Linked DNA regions of Sus scrofa: region 1 is linked to region 2. Evidence: chromatin contacts called from public Hi-C data. All regions are on one chromosome and are shown on one strand. Each heading gives the region's core, a stretch centred on a gene start, on an enhancer-like site or on the middle of the called end of the contact. The rest is flanking DNA. Distances are from core to core; before and after follow the strand shown. Region 1 has its middle 24 kb from the start of OSTC. Region 2 holds the start of ETNPPL (ethanolamine-phosphate phospho-lyase).

The links. A called contact is a pair of places that touch in the nucleus more often than the background predicts.
Region 1: a contact with region 2 is called in a Hi-C map of liver, with 2.8 times the contacts expected there. The contact joins the enhancer-like site here to the promoter of ETNPPL in region 2. A contact is called at or near these places in 1 of 5 promoter capture datasets (liver) and 6 of 47 Hi-C or Micro-C datasets (embryonic fibroblasts, liver and skeletal muscle).

What each region holds. Positions count from the first base shown.
Region 1 is chr8:113,421,092-113,424,572 of Sscrofa11.1, forward strand. No RefSeq gene overlaps it. Among named protein-coding and RNA genes, the nearest start is that of OSTC, 24 kb to the right of the region's middle. Within about 2 kb of position 2,155, at least 6 of the 83 cell types and tissues checked have an H3K27ac peak or open chromatin away from gene starts, as enhancers often do. A contact at or near this core is called in liver, where this site is marked.
Region 2 is chr8:113,361,189-113,364,872 of Sscrofa11.1, forward strand. It overlaps ETNPPL (ethanolamine-phosphate phospho-lyase), which reads left to right and starts at 1,859. Exons shown (of 13, transcript XM_021101686.1): 1 at 1,859-2,118. The coding sequence starts at 2,063.

The sequences.
Region 1 (3,481 bases), core at 905-3,404, 60 kb after region 2:
TTGCTCAGTGGGTTAAGGATCTGGCATGGCTGTGAGCTGTGGTGCAGGTCGCAGACGTGGCTCGGATCTGGCATTACTGTGGCTGTGGCATAGGCCGATTATGAATCGGACAAGTATCCTTGGGGATGGGGGTTCAATCCCTGGCTTCACTTAGTGGGTTAAGAATCCAGTGTTGCCATGAGCTGTGGTGTAGGTCGCAGACTCGGCTCAGATCGGGTTGCTGTGGCTGTGGTGTAGGCCGGCAGCTGTAGCTCTGATTCGATCCCCGGCCTGGGAACCTCCATATACCACAGGTGTGGCCATAAAAGGACAAAAGACACACACACAAAAAAACCAAGTAAACATGTCAAGAGAAGAATAGTGACAGGATTTAAATAGGATCAGAATTATAGTATTTGAGCTAGACTCATAGAAGTCCTCTTCCCTCTCATAACAATTTGTGAAATGTGACGATATTTATGGAATCTCAAATGAATATTGTAGTTCTGGCCTAATAACTATATTCTAATACATTTGTTTATTCAAAATTGTTATTATTATTATTATTTTAGACCGCAAGTGCTCTTTTATTCCGTACTTTTAGAGCAGGGGCTCCAGGACCAACGATCACCAGCTACCCAGATACCAAAAAACTAAGCTTCCAAAATCTCTTAATGTCCATTCCACACGCAGAGCAAGTGAGTTGCCCTACGTGTGCCACTCACAAAAGAAGCCCTTTTTCCAAAAGATTATTTTTTCACAAAAAAAGTTATATCTCTGGGATTCATTTCAAATTAATCTGGGATGGGAGTAGGGGATGGGGTGGGTATCTTTGAAATAAAACTGGCCCTGAGTTTATAATGGGTGAAGTTGAGTAATGGGAGAGGAGAGGTTTATTATATTAATCATTCCTCTTTCACCTCTTTTGTGTTTAAAATTTCCATAATAAAAGTGAAAAGAGGGAGTTCCCTGGTGGTCTAGTGGTTAGGACTTGGCACTTTCACTTCTGCAGCCCCGGTTCAATCTGTGGTCTGGGGACTGAGATTCCACCATCAAGCCACTGCACATGGAAAAGAAAAAAGAAAAAAAGAGAGAGAGAGAAGAAAAAGAACAAGTGAATAAATAAGCAAATAATGTGACCATCATTACAGAGGATTTACCGAACCCCTCTGATTTGTGTAGCACTGCATACAGCCCAGTGTGTGGGACCAGGTTCTGCCTCAAGAAGCTTAAAGTGGGAGTTCCTGCCGTGGCTCAGCGGAAACGAATCTAACTAGTATCCATCAGGATGTGGGTTCAATCCCGGGCCTTGCTCCATGGGTCCAGGATCCAGCATTGCCGTGAATTGTAGTCTAGGTCGCAGATGTGGCTTGGATTTGGCATTGCTATGGCTCTGGTGTAGGCTGGCAGCCACAGCTCCGATTAGACCCCTAGCCTGGGAGCCTCCATATGCCACGGGTGTGGCCCTAAAAAGACATAAATTAATTTATTAATTAATTTAATTCAATAAATACTAGCTACTTTTTTTTTTTTTTTTTTTTTGGCTGCACCTGCAGCCTGCAAAAGATCCTGAGCCAGAGATGGAAGCTATACCCTAGAAATGACCCAAGCCATAGTAGTGACAACACCGGATCCTTCACCCACTAGGCCACCAGGAAACTCCTGATGTTAGCTTCTTTTAATACCCACACTTCCTTGAATGATTTCCACAGTAAAAAACAAACAAACAAAAAAAAACAATTCCTTTCAAGGACAAGACTTAGGCGTTTAAAAGGTTAAATGTCCTAGAGAATGGAGCGCTGTGCAAAGGCTAGTGAATCAGCACTTTCCCTGTTTACTCCCTGTCTGCTCAGAAACACTGATTAACATACTCGGAGGAAAAGATCCAAGATAAATTCCAAAGACAAGGGAAACAACAAACCTCCTTGATACAGAGGCAATTTCCTTATTAAAGTTTTACTTTAGTAACAGCCACATTATGTAACATTTGGGGGGTCCGCAGGGGATGGAAGGGGGAGAAAAAGAAACAGCACATCTTCACAGGCTAGACCCCCCAAACCCCTAGACACAGTTAGGATTCAGCTTTTTCTGGTGCACCTGCCTGCTCTTATCAAAGTGCTGACAGGGCACGGAACAGGGCAGGGACCTCCAGCCATGTGGTCCCTGGGAGGACGAGCTCGTTGCAAAGACCTGCACAGGTTACTCAACCTCTGGAGCCTCAGCGAGGCGGGAACATCACCTCTCATGACAGGACGCATGTCCAAGCTTAGTCAATGGAAGAACTACTGGTTTGTCCTGGCCTACTTTTGAGAGGTTATTTAAATATTTGGCAAATCTTCTATTTGATTGTTGAAGCAGTTTTAAATGGGCTTGCCAGCAGCAGGGCAGCTCCTATCTTTTTTTTTTTTTTGCTTTTTTTAGGGCCATACCCACTGCATATGGAAGTTCCCAGGCCAGGGGTCCAATCAGAGCTGCAGCTGCCAGCCTGTGCCACAGCCACAGCAAGGCCAGATCCAAGCCGCATCTGTGACCTACATACACCACAGCATGGGGCAACACCAGATCCTTAAACCCACTGAGAAAGGCCAGGGAGCAAATCCAAGAACTCATGGATGCTAGTGAGGTTCATTTCCACTGGCGCACAACAGGAACTCCAGGCAGCTCTTATTTTGCGACTTCTTTTCCTTAGAAATGTTACAGTATAATGACCACCCTATAATTCATGGTGGCTTTTTATAAAGTAATAATAATCGATACTGGAAAACTGTAAGAGAGCTTAGAGAGACACAAAGAGAGAACAAAAGTTCAGAAACTTCTGGATTATTCTACTTCCTATGTTGAAGCATCATGTAGTTGATACCTGGGGGTAAGGCAAAGATGGTATTAGTATTATTGTTACATTGTGGATAAAAGATTTTAGGTATAACAAATGTATATGTAGGAGTTTTTCCTGGCAGCACAGAAAGTTAAGGATCCAGCAGCTGTCACTGCTGTGGTGTGGGTTCGAGCCCAGGCCCAGGAACATCTGCGGGCTGCAAGCGCAGCCAAAAAAAAAAACTGCATGTAAACTGAAAATATTCTTGAACTCTCTGTAGCTTCTGTATCCTATTTATGATCACAAAATCCTTAATAAGAGGCCAGTTTCTAGCTCCTGAGTTCCTGGGAGGTATTTGAAAGCCACAGATGATTAGATAGAACAGGTCCTTTGCAAAGGAGTCCTAAGCTCCTAAGGTCACTTAATTCTGGGCCTCAAATCGTGGCACTTAGCATTGGGAGGGGCCTCAGTAATCACACAGGGAAAAGCTCCTTCTTAGTAAAATGGCAGGTGTTCCTTTCGAAAGCTTTTCTTACATGTCAAAACAAGCATTTGAGATAGGCCCTGAGGGGAGGGAATTCCCGTCCTGGCGCAGTGGTTAACGAATCTGACTAGGAACCATGAGGTTGCAGGTTCGGTCCCTGCCCTTGCTCAGTGGGTTAACGATCCGGCGTTGCCTTGAACTGT
Region 2 (3,684 bases), core at 609-3,108:
ACCAAGATGACATGATTTGGGATTTCTTGCAAATTTCCTAAGTGCCTTCTGCCCTCCTTTACTTCATCTGGAATTCTTGACACACTGTTTCTCACTGAATTCCATTTCCCAACTCATCTTAGGTAATGGAATTCTACTACTCCTGAAGGGTATTTTTTATTTTTATTTTTATTTATTTTTTTTTTTAGGGCTGTACCTGGGACATATGGAAATTTCTAGGCTAGGGGTCAAACTGGAGCTACAGCTGCCGGCCTATGACACAGCCACAGCAACACAGAATCTGGGCCGAGTCTGCCACCTACCATGGCAACGCCAGATCCTATAACCCACCAAGCAAGGCCAGGGATTGCGCCCACCCTAGTCAGGTTTGCTACCACTGAGCCACATTGGGAACTCCCTGCAGGGCATTATTAACAACTTTATTCGAGAGAAATATTGGTTACAAATATTTACCGTGTTCTTATGGGTAAATTAGGTTTTCTCTGCTGTCTTTTATTTTTATTTTTGTCTTTCTTAGGGCCTCATCTGGGGCATATGGAGGTTCCCAGGCTAGAGGTCAAATCGGAGTTGCAGGAGTTCCCGTCATGGCGCAGTGGTTAACGAATCCGACTAGGAACCATGAGGTTGCGGGTTCGGTCCCTGCCCTTGCTCAGTGGGTTAACGATCCGGAGTTGCCGTGAGCTGTGGTGTAGGTTGCAGACGCAGCTCAGATCCCGAGTTGCTGTGGCTCTGGCGTAGGCCGGTGGCTACAGCTCCGCTTCAACCCCTAGCCTGGGAATCTCCATATGCCGCGGGAGCAGCCCAAGAAATAGCAACAACAATAAAAAGACAAAAGACAAAAAAAAAAAAAAAAAAAAGAATTGAAAAAAAGAAAGAAAAAAATCGCAGTTGCAGCTGCTGGCCTACACCATAGCTCACGGCAACATTGGATCCTTAACCCAGAGCGGTCTTTTAAAACAAATAATGAAATGATCTAGTCTAAACTCTACGGGCGGAGTAGCTGCATGACCCTGAATGAGATTTTACCTTTCCTGTGCCTAACTGTCCTTATCTAGAGGTGATAAATTAGATGATCTCTAGTTTTTCAAATGACTTACAATTTAATGTTATAGTTAATTAGGTTTCCTTCTGTCCACATATTTAGCTTCAAATTTGATCAGTGTGAGATCATCCTGAAGGAGGTCAAGAAATCGAGGAATGAATTTCAAGTTCACCATCAGATCTGTAATTATGGAACAAGGAATAACTCCATTGTTGCCGTATGTTAAACAGGATGGTAACTCCCAGGCTCATGGCACAAAAGGGTGTTTCGAGGACTGAACCAGATAAGTCAAGTAAATAGTTTGTAGTTTGAATAACTCCAGAGAAATCAAAAGAGGACTTATTGTTAAAGCAGATGTTTGAAACTAGATATACATTGTCACTCCCAACAAGCAACAGCCTGAGTCCCTAGTATGTGTCCTGGGGGCATGTGACTTGTTAATTTTGCTGAGTAGATTGCGGTATAGGGATATTCTCGGAGAGGGAATGAAGACAAAAGTCCTGATAGCTCCAGAGAGCCCCTATTTTTGCATGTATACAGGGAATAACGGGATTGACACAAAAGGAAAGAAAGAAGGAAGGAAAGAAGAAGAAAACAAAAGTCGGAAGTACGGAAGGAACCGGCAGAGGAGGAAAAAAAAGCCATGAGAAGGCAAATTTAGCAAAATAAAAGCCAAACTAGAAAACGTAGCAGGGACTGGGAGTCGAAGTGGGCAGCAGGGCGGGAAGAGGAGCCAGTTGGACTGGGGATGGAGGCGGGGGTGGGTGGCGACTGAGTGGCTAGTCAAGGACTTGCCTAGCAGGCACCAGCCAGAGGTGGGGAGGAGGAGGGTGGGGCTTGGCGAAGGGCAAAGGCAGGGCAAGATTTAAAAGGAGATGACCTTAGCTAGTTGATGCCGCCCAGGACCTCCAGTGCCCCGGGCAAGGAGACCCACTGAGGGAAGTCGCCGGGGCAGGCTCGCGAGGGAGGCGCAGGGACCGGAGAAGGGAGCCCCCTGGGAGCCCCCGGCATCCCGCCACCATGTGCGAGCTGTACAGCAAGCAAGACACCCTGGCGTTGAGGAGGAAGCACATCGGGTAAGGGGTCCCCAGCCCCCAGGAAAGGCGCGGAGAGGGGAAAACAGCAGCTCAGGGGGCGCAGAGCTGAAGCGGGGAGGTTCCGGGAGGGAGGGTGGGGGCCTGCGGGCTGCCGCACCTGCGCCTGCGTCGCCGCCCTCCCCGGAGCGCGCGGGACCCCGCTATCCCCGCGGACCGCCTCCCAGGAGGCTGCAGAGTGGTCCCCGCGCTTTGCAGCCCACGGAGTGTGCGGAGGGCTGCCGGCCGGCCGGGGGACTTGACCGTGAGGGCTGATCTCCACTGAAGGAGAAATACCATTGCAGGGATGAGCTCTGGGAGGGAGATGGTAGACTCCCACCAACTCCAAAGTTTTTCTCTTTATTTTTAGTTTTGTGTTTGGGCTGCATCTTTGGCCTGCGGAAGATCCCGGTCCCAAGCCACAGCAGTGAAAATGCGGGATCCCTAACCCGCCGAGCCACCAGGGAACTCTTGAAAGTTTTTCAAAATCATGAACTTTTAAAATTTTTGACGATGGCTATGAAAACTAATTCTGACAGCTTTTGTCTAAAGTGAACTTCTTCTCCTTGCACACTTGGTTAAGACGTGTGGGGGTTAATCCAGACAGTAAAACAGAAAACTTTGAAACTACTTTCTTAACGGTAAGAGACGTCACTTACCTTGGTCTCCCCAGCCATGCCCTCACTACGGTTTAAAGATGGAATGTTCTCTCCAGTCTATTTTTGTTTTGCTGGTATTATAAACGACTTGAGAATATACTGGTGAGTCTCCAGGACCCAACCTCAAGTCAGAGCTGAGTTCTGGTCCTGGTGGAGTGTCAAGTTACCTTGTGACCTCTGTGAAATTAATCTATGAAAGTAGGAATAACTCCACTTCACGGGGAGGGAGCAAGTGAAATTAATGTGGGATCTGGTTTTCCTAAAAACTGCATGTAAATAATTGTGGCTGTTCACAATTAACAGTTACATGTAATTAACAAGCACTTCAGCAGGTTTGGGGTGGGGGGTTGCCCAAGAAAGAAAATAACCTCTTCAAAGAAATGCTGGGCAATTTAAGAAATCTTCTGATCTCCACCCAGGAAGTTTCTAGGTGGTTTGGGAGACTAGTTAAATCTCTCTCAACCCCGTAATAGGGTCAACACGGCCAGATAACCTCCCTCGTTACCCAATCACTGATCACTTCCTTGCCCCCTTTTCTTTCTTTCTTGCCAGCAGCATGTGGAAGTTCCTGGGCCAGGGATTGAACCCAAGACACAGCAATGACAGCTAGGGATCCTTAAGCCCTAGGCCACCAGGCAACTCCCCCTCCTTCCTTTTTATAATCACTACTCCTTTCTGTTAGTTTTTAATCCTGTAAATTCAGATTCCAATGAAAACATAATGATTTCTGAGCGGAGAAAATTCTGTGGAAGGAGGAATTTAACCATGAAGTGAGAGAAGAATTTTACCTGAAGACTGAGTGACAAGGTGGGAAGTGCATTAGTAAGGCAAGATGAAGTCTGCAGTTTTCAGCCCACTTTCATAACAGACGGCTTTTCTGGATTTCAACTTGTTCACTAACAGCTGAATT